Linked DNA regions of Mus musculus: region 1 is linked to region 2. A link is a contact called in public Hi-C data. All regions are on one chromosome and are shown on one strand. Each heading gives the region's core, a stretch centred on a gene start, on an enhancer-like site or on the middle of the called end of the contact. The rest is flanking DNA. Distances are from core to core; before and after follow the strand shown. Region 1 has its middle 19 kb from the start of Nap1l1. Region 2 has its middle 5.5 kb from the start of Gm30095.

Region 1 (4,478 bases), core at 1,448-3,947, 130 kb after region 2:
TTTCTGTTTCTGTTTTCTATGCTCAAGGCTCAAGAGCTGCTGCTATGACTCTTGCTTTGTTTTCTTTTATGACCAAGGTAGGTGCCTGGTGTGGGAAAATATTAAAAAATCAACCTGCCAACTCTCAGTGGGGCCAGGCCACGATCCCGAGCTCCTACCACCATCAGCAACTCTCTAGAGCCAGCCCTTGTGCCAGATGACCTCACTCACTTGGTCTCTCGGCCTGCAAACTCGCTGGTCCTGCAAGGCCACGAGGCTCCCTCCTGGCCATCTCTTGGATGGGGACCCCGAGTTCCTGTCACTTTGACGAAACCCCACACGCGCCCCTGGTTAGCCTAATTTCCAAGTAGAATCAAGACTCTTAATGTTTAATTAGCCGATCAGATTTACGTATCAATAATAACACAATTTACAAGATGCCAATACAATAATTTCAGAGTCAAATGAAAATGATAAAGCTTTAACACAATTATTCTAAGCTTTTGTTAACACCATTTCGGCCTCCATTCTGGTTCTCTCCTTCTCCTCAGACCTCTCTCTCTATCTCAACTCCTCGCTCTGTCTCCCATCTCCTGTCCAATCACAAGCCTCTCACTGACATAATGGGATTGGACAGGGAAAATCCTGCCACGGGTGCCTTCTTTTTCATTCATTCTCTGCAATTCTTTCCTGGAATTGTCACTTTACATAGTTATCCCTGGCCATGATCCAGTACCGGAGGATACCAGGATAAATCCTCCTATTCCAACATTGTGTGATCCCCCAACTCTACATACTGTTCACTGGGAAATGCTCAAGTGCAGCCACAGCGGATCCTAGGAAACAGTGTAATATCACGTCTCACGAGCAGGGGACATTTTTAACATCTAAGATTCACCGGTGCTTAAAGGGCAAGGATAAAAGCAAGCAAACAAACAAACAAGCAAACAAAACCCAAACCAGGGGCTGGTGAGATGGCTCAGCGGTTAAGAGCACTGACTGCTCTTCTGAAAGTCCTGAGTTCAAATTCCAGCAACCACATGGTGGCTCACAACCACCCATAACAAGATCTGACACCCTCTTCTGGAGTGTCTGAGACCGCTACAGTGTACTTACATATAATAAACAAACCTTTAAAAAAAAAAAAGCTGGGCATGGTGGCACACGCCTTTAATCTCAGCACTCGGGAGGCAGAGGCAGGTGGATTTCTGAGTTCGAGGCCAGCCTGGTCTACAAAGTGAGTTCCAGGACAGCCAGGGCTATACAGAGAAACCCGGTCTAAAAGAAAGAAAGAAAGAAAGAAAGGAAAGAAGGAAGGAAGGAAGGAAGGAAGGAAGGAAGGAAGGAAGGAAGAAAGAAAGAAAGAAAGAAAGAAAGAAAGAAAGAAAGAAAGAAAGAAAGAAAGAGAGAAAGAAAGAAAGAAACTCAACCCAAACCAAACCAAAAGATCCTTCTTCCCTGGCTCATGGGCCTCTGTTGAGGTGGCCCTGGGGACCAGTTAGGATTTTCATATTGATCAATCAATGATTGATTGATTGATTGATTGATAACTCACTATGTAGATGAGGCTGGCTTCAGATCCTGGTATCCTCCTGAGCCTCGCAAGTGCTGGGATTGAAGGTGTGTGCCACCATGGTCAGCTCTTTCCCAACTCTTGAGACACTTCTTTTCAAGTTACTGGGTCCATTGTAATAGGACCAATCTTCCCTACGTGCTGAAGTGTGTGTGTGTGTGTGTGTGTGTGTTCCTGAGTTGTATTCTGTGTTGTGTTACTGCTGACAATCACTTCCATGCTCTCCAGAATTTTTACATTCTATCAGGTAGGACCAGAGAGGCGTTCAGCCAGAGATCAGAACTCCCTGCTCTGAGCATGCATCCTCTCTGCTCCAGCACTGCCCTGACCAGGGTCCTATCCCCAGAGACTCATCTTCTAAAGTCTCTTCCTTCTGGCCTCAACACTTCCAAACTGCCGTGGTCTCGATGGAGTTGATCTCCAGCATTAAGAAGGAGCTTTCCATACAGCTTTTATTTCCAAGGAGATGCCCCCTAAATCAGATGCAGTTCTGCTGACATTTCAGGCTGACAGATCTAACAGTGAAGGGCAGGCATGGGAGGGAGGCTCCTGGTAACTGAGCAGAAGGGTTGGTCCATTCTACCTTAGGTTGCTGGAGGCCATACTTCAAAGCTGCTTTGATTCTTGCGTCAACTCCTTCTTCACTTCTGAACACAAGAGGAACACCGGGGATAAAGACCGGTGCAGATACATTGGCACACAGCTCCTCTGATATGCTACAGATCATAAGGAGGGGCAGTAAAGGCTTCGTCTGTTTTCTGTTGCTCTAACAGAGTCCCTAAGACCAAGTAGTGTATAAAGAAAAGACATTTATTTCACTTATACATGTGGAGCCTAGGATGTCCAAGAAGACGGATCCAGCGTTTGCTCAGACCTGGGATGAGTCTTCTTGCTGCGTTGTGATAGGATGATGGATCACGTGGTGATATTGGAGAAGGATGGCCCCCTGCTTTATAGCAGCCTTTAACTACTTATACATCTTCAGGAGGGGAGATGCTTTATGAGGTCGTCTCCCCTTTTCCCCTCCCCCACAAGGAAATATTGCCAGCAGGTCCGATTACATGTCTTAGATAAGTATTCAATAAGCTTTTGAGAGTCCTGGGATGCCACAGCCCTGTCATATCTAGAAGAAAGTATTTCCCAACCTCCATCTTCTTCCTCTTTTAAAGCCACTAATGCTGCTGCTCTGTGACCTTACCTCATTATCTTCTAGAAGTCTCACCCCCCAAGAAAAAAGCCATTAGGATAAGAAATTAAAGCTCAAATTGCCTGCATCTGAACTTGAGGGAGACAGGTCTCCCGTGTGGTCCAGATTCTTGCTCTGAGTTGCCAATGCCTGTGTCTGCTGATTTCTGGCTGACCCATAGGAAAATCAACCTCCGTTTATGTCACTGGAGGAAAATTCAACATTGAATATGAAGTCTTCAGACTGATTTCTGCCAATTCTGATTTGAAGGCTAGGACTACCCTAATGGTTTTCATTCCTCTGTCCAGGACAATGGCCGAGAGCCTTCAGACACAGGAAGTGTTAGTTTTTCTTGGTTGTCTCCTCGTGCAACTTCCCAGTGTAAGAACTAACCATCTCACAAAGGCATGATTTTTTACTTGTTAATCTTCTGAACAGAAAGCCTAGAACCTATTCATCTTTGTCGTCTCTGAATTATACAGACGCCAGAAAAAAAAAAGACATTATTTCCATTATCATTATACTAAAACTGATTTGTATGTTTCCATGAGAACTCTTAAAAATTAGAATTCTGCTAGAAGAAAATCCAGTCAGATTATTAGGTATCCCATGATAAATATAGGAGATACTTATACCTCTTATTTATTTTTACACTGTTTTCTCATGTACTTATATAACATTATATGCAATGAACTATCAGTGCTGGATAAATCTACAATTTGCACATTAAGCCAGGACTATCACCCAGCAAGATAACACCGCTGATTTACCCTGTAGGACTCTTGTCAACAGTGTAATTCTCTTCCACGCCTCCCTCTGAATCAGCTCAGGAACTCTGCCGTGTCCAACATTCAGCCTTATAATAAAATAATCACACCATTGAACAAACAAATGGTATCACCAGGCACCTGAGATAAGTTTGTTGGAATAGCCAAGCAGTAAATTTGGCTATTTCTTGGCAGCTACTGATCAAGGCAAGCCCTACAGGTTGCCGACGTCTGTTCTACCTACTAACAGTACGCACTAGAAGAGGCGGTTTTCCTCGTGCTCAACCCCACGAGGCAATAGTAGAACTGACCACAACTGTGGTTTTATAGAACCAAATACTATCCAAACGAATTACTTTATGGACTTTCCCTAAAAGTGTAAGTGGCACTTTCCCACGAGGATGTCTCTGAAGGTCATATAGTGTCTGCATATGCTATAGCAATCAAGTGATTCAATGTGTATTTTGGCATTTGATTGCTTAAGCCACTGTCAGGAAGATATGGGCTTCAACTTCTGTTGTACCCGTTGCAGGCTTTGAGCTGGGCATTTTACTCTGTCTGAACCTTGGCTTCCCGTAGCTCTGAAACGTGATGGTTTTACTCCTTCCTTGTAAACCGGTGTGAATTAAACTTGATAACTTCTGAGATTCTCTAGAGCAGTGGTTCTCCACTGTGGGTCAAGACCTCTTTAGGTCGCATATCAGATATCCTGCATACCAGATATTTACATTATGATTCCTAACAGTGGCAAAATTAATTATGAGGATGCTGAGCCTATGTGCTTAACCTTCTGGCTTTAAAGAAGCAACCGAGGTGGTCCTGCCGAGGTACAAGTGTGATGAAGCAGAACGCAGGAATGATGCTGGACGTGTAGGGCCTCAGGACTTATAAACTCCTTCCTGGGCACCTCTTTCTGTAAGGCAAGACCACTCACCGTTGCTTCTGATAGGCCTTCTGGATAGCACAGCCCCAT
Region 2 (4,697 bases), core at 2,080-4,579:
GCCATGGGGAGCAATCCATTAAGCAGCACCCCTCCATGCCTTCTGCATCAGCTCCTCCTTCCAAGTTCCTGCCCTGTGTGAGTTCCGGTCCTGAATTCCTTCAACAATGAACAGTGCTGTGGAAATGTAAGCCAGATCAGTTCCTTCCTCCCCAGTTTGCTTCTGGTCCTAGTGTTTCATTAGTTCAGGAAGGACTGGTGAAGACGAGGAGGAAAGGGAACCTGTGATCAAGTTCCCGGAACGCCTGGGACATGTAAGAGGCTAAGGGTGAGAGGGTTTTAAGATGAAGTAAGCCTGGCTTTCATGGCAAGACTGGACTGCCAGAATTAAACAGAGAGGAACCTCCCCGCATCTGTACACTTAGAAATTAGGAAATTAATGCACCCATTCTGGAAAAAAAAATAGCGTGGGTGGTTCCCACAAAACTAAAAGTAAATCAGCAGTGGGTCCAGCACTCCTGTTCTGGGTATGTGACTAAAGGAAATGAAATAACACCTAAGTGTATCCACGTTTGGTGCTATTCACGGCATCTGCGTGCAGTTGACAGGTAAGTCGACCGAGAAATTGTTCTGTGTATACACAACTGAATACCATTCAGTCATTAACGAGAAAACAGTTTTGCTATTTTTGACAACTAAGTTCAAAGTGGAAGGCATTTTGCTAAGAGAGATACTGCACCACCTTGGGGCCTGTTAAGTAAGCCGTTATGTAACAGGTAACCATGGAAACTGCAGCTGTGTCCTGGTAGCTCTGTCTCCTGATGCTAAGAATTCCCCTTGTGGTTAAACACTGTTGAATCTGCCTGTAGGATTTTCCTGCTATGTGTGAATCCCAGACCTCAGAGGTTTTCTCAGCTATCACCTTCGCACTAGCAAAGGGTCTGTACCCCCAAGAGTGCCTGGAGCTGTTCTAATGTCATCTCCACTGTGATTTTTGACCCACCCACCCCACCCCACCCCTGTACCTACCTTTCCGTGTCTTGAAAAAGATCACGGGAGGAAGAATTCTAAAAGGGAGATTGGCTCCATCATGATCTGGGGCAGCAGGAGGAGGAAAGGCCACCTTACTTCCACAAATATGCCATGTATTTCATAAATATTAATAAACTTTAATAAGAAACCATTCAGAACCCAAAGAGACTCTACTCCACCTGCCCCCTTTCAGGTCAGCCCACTCCTACTTGTCTCTGGAATGTCCTGTCACGTTGGTTAAATTAATTTCAGCTTTACTTGTGCCTCTTGGCTGATTTGTTTCTCTGGCGAAGAAAAGGGTTGAGGAGAAACCCCCACCCGGTAATGCCTTCCAGTTAGTTACCTGCAGAATCTAAGAAAGCAAAAATAAAATTTAAGAACTACCTAGAAATGGAGGAGAGCAAGCTTGGGGAAATGGTGCGACAGGAGCCAGCGAGCACGATGCAAATGTAGCAGGGTGGAGATGTAGACATCTAGTGTACAGCATGAGGGTGCCTTTCTCTGAGCCCCAGTCTTGTCTCAGTTATCTCAGGACAGCCCTTACTGGTGTCCCCACGCCTTGCAGTGTGTGCAGACTGCCAAGGTCACTCACTGCCTTAAAGATGGCGGCCCTGAGGAGGATCCTTTGGTTTTCTTCCTCCACTGTTTCAACCTCTCTTGTTTCTCTTCCCTCTTATCTCCCAATTGCAGCTCCGCCAGATCCCCTGCTTCACCCATCACTTCAGATAACAAAACAATTTTATTTATAGTTATTGGGAAATCCAGACAGATTTAAGATCAAACTTTCAGTCCCTTAATTAAAAATGTCTTCTCTTCTCTGCTCAGAACCTATGTTTGGGAAGTGGGGGGCAGCCCGTTCTCCCCCCTTCTCTGTTTCTGCCTCCCAGGATTCCACTGATTCCTGCACATTTGGAGCAAAGGGTAGAGGGGCAGGGGTGGTAGGACTTGAAGAGAATGTTATTCGGCCAGTGCTGTTTCGACATCTCTCTTGGGTGTGGAACATCTTCTCTCATGGAAAAAGACCAAGAACTGGCCCAATTTTTCTCATGAGGAATGTTTGTGGACTATCTGGAGGACATGTTCCTGTCCCCTTGCAGACCCCATTCACTGTGTTCTATGACATATGTCATGCACAGGTAGAGTAATTCCACTTTCTACTTATTGAGACCATGGCTTTGCTCAGTCAACCAAAAAACTTAAATTTTCACTTTCAGGAAATCTTTGCAATTTATCTCTCAAGTCTATCTCCAGATCAGTCATTCTCTGGCCAGAATTAATTCTCCTGATTCACAAGCAATGCATGCTGAGAACTCCAACTGTGGAGACCTCTGAGCTCTGTGTGTAGGGATTCTTCACACACACACACACACACACACACCAGGTTAATCTTGATTGGATCGAGAATGCCTAGAAAGTTATCAAAGCACATTCTGAATGTTTCTGTAAGGAAGTTTCTAGAAGGAATTGGGTCATGAGGACTCTGACATGATGAATGGTTTGACTCATTGATGGATTTAATTAAAAAAAAAAAAAAAACTTAAGAGGTATAAAACTGTGAAAAGTGGGGCCTGACTGGAGGAAGCCACAAGATCCACATCCTTGGAGAATATTTTGTCATGGTGTTGGTGGTATAGCAAAACGTCACCCAGAAATGCCACCAGCAACCTGCCCTTGACTGCACTACAGAAGAGAATTTCAGAACAAGCTAGTATGAAGTAGAGCTGGGTTTCTTAAAAGGAAGTTTTTAGCATAGATTTAAGTGCAGGGTCAGTAACAAGAGATGCTCTCAAAGAAAAAGTGGGCTTCTCGAAGGACAACTGTCTGTAAGTAGCTCACTGATCGGCCTAGGTATGGTCTTGGCTGTCCAGTTATATCTCAGTGGGTTGCTAGAAACCGTTTCCCCCTTGTTTCCTCTTGAGAGTAGAAAGTGGCTAGTAAGGATCCTCAGGACGATAAACTGAGAAGATGACACTCTTGGGTCACATGTTATACAAGGCAGGTAAGACACGACCTTTACTGTAAACAGGGGTTCTGGTGAGATTTCTAGGAAAACTGTAGGTTTACAGGTGAGAAAGTAGAAAGACCACCATACTTAGGCATTAAACATGATTCACTGTTGTGTTAATGTTCTTATTCCAACATCTGGGTATAAAAAGAATATTATCTCTATATATGCAACCATTATAGCAAATATCTACATGCTAGAATAAATAACATGATGTCCCCCTAACCTTCTCTCTCTGTCTATCCTGCCTTACTGGCTGTTTTCTGTCCCTGCACCAGTACTTCCTGTCCCTGCACCAGTACTTCCTGGTACTGCACCACTGCCCTTCCTGCTTTTGTACCACAGCTTCCTGTTCCTGCACCAGCACTTCCTGTTACTGCACCACTGTACTTCCTGTCTGCCTAATGGTGACTCTGTGGTACCCTCTTCACCATGAAGGACTGAAATGTTTGAATCTAGAGCAAAATAAGTCTTTCCTGTCTTTAGTTATGTCAGGCATTATGTCACAGGCACAGCAAAGCTAACACAATGTGCACACAAATTTTATTTCTCTTCCATTTTAACAGTTTTCACATATTGTGACGGTCGCTTTTGTAGTTTGAAGTACACACAGAAAAACAATCACAGATTTTTTTTCTTTTCCACAATTTCAAACACAGATTTGTTTTTACTGTGAAGTTTAGAACTATCCCATGAAAGATCTTTTTTCTTTATTAATACCTTTTCTTTATTTTGCTTAAAGGAAGCCTCCAGCCCCTTGTGTCTAAATTGCCAGTGTCAATATGATTGCACTTTGAGGCTATTGCTATATAAAATCAGGGTTTCTTGAACACAGGCATCGTGAGATTGACAAGCAAGATGGCTACCAAAGTCTGGGTGGTGGGGGCAAGGGAGGACAACATAGCTTATGTCACTTGGATGTGAAGACAAAGAAATGATTCATGTCTGGATGGACAGAGCAGGGCAGTGTGAGATTTCACTTTCACTACTCAGAATATATACAATTTTAAACTCACACATTTGTATTTCTAAACTTTCCATTTAATATTTTTGGATTATGGTTGACCATGGGAAACTGAAACTGGAAAGAGAAACTCCAGATACATGGGACTTTTTACTCTCTAAACTCGGGTATTTTCACCACAAAACTCAAGAACTCCTTTTGCTCCCCACTGGAGAAGTTCTATGATATTCTCTATTACATGTGGTCCCTTTGCCTCAATAATTCCTTTCCTGCTGGACTTTTCCAAGTGTCACTCCTTGCTGGTCAGTCACCAGAGGGACACAGACATGTTCAAGGAAGACACAGCAAACCTTGGAGCATCCCGAGGTCAGGATCCAGGAGGCTAGGTGTGTGTTCTCATCATGTTTTCAAAAGAGACAAGGGCGTGCATCTCAAAGTCCTTAATCGTATACCTGTGTGTGTGTGCACGCGTGTGCGCTTGTGTATGTGTGTATGTGTGTGTGTGTGTGTGTGTGTGTGTGTGTGTGTGTGTGTGTACTAATGGCAGCTATTCTAGCAGTTCTGTCCCTTTCCTTTCCTTTCCTTTCCTGTGTGAATCTGTCCCTTTCCTTTCCTGTGTGAATCTGGCAGTTTCTCTGTCATGCCATGGTATCTGACTTGAGTAGGTGCAGTTCTTTCTCTCTCTGCTCTCACACAACCTCAGTGGTTCTCAGTTTTCTTGCCCTACAGTCTCCCTTCCATACCTAACACTTGACTG

What was found. A called contact is a pair of places that touch in the nucleus more often than the background predicts.
Region 1: a contact with region 2 is called in a Hi-C map of bone marrow-derived macrophages, with 41 read pairs. The contact joins two enhancer-like sites. A contact is called at or near these places in 18 of 484 Hi-C or Micro-C datasets (8-cell embryo, the AtT-20 cell line, CD4 T cells and 6 more), 4 of 115 datasets of contacts at active chromatin or transcription factors (CD4 single positive thymocytes, embryonic stem cells and pancreatic cancer cells) and 2 of 9 other capture datasets (bone marrow-derived macrophages and embryonic tail).

What each region holds. Positions count from the first base shown.
Region 1 is chr10:111,452,419-111,456,896 of GRCm38.p6, forward strand. No RefSeq gene overlaps it. Among named protein-coding and RNA genes, the nearest start is that of Nap1l1, 19 kb to the right of the region's middle. Within about 2 kb of position 2,698, at least 8 of the 459 cell types and tissues checked have an H3K27ac peak or open chromatin away from gene starts, as enhancers often do. A contact at or near this core is called in bone marrow-derived macrophages, where this site is marked.
Region 2 is chr10:111,317,457-111,322,153 of GRCm38.p6, forward strand. No RefSeq gene overlaps it. Among named protein-coding and RNA genes, the nearest start is that of Gm30095, 5.5 kb to the left of the region's middle. Within about 2 kb of position 3,330, at least 14 of the 459 cell types and tissues checked have an H3K27ac peak or open chromatin away from gene starts, as enhancers often do. A contact at or near this core is called in bone marrow-derived macrophages, where this site is marked.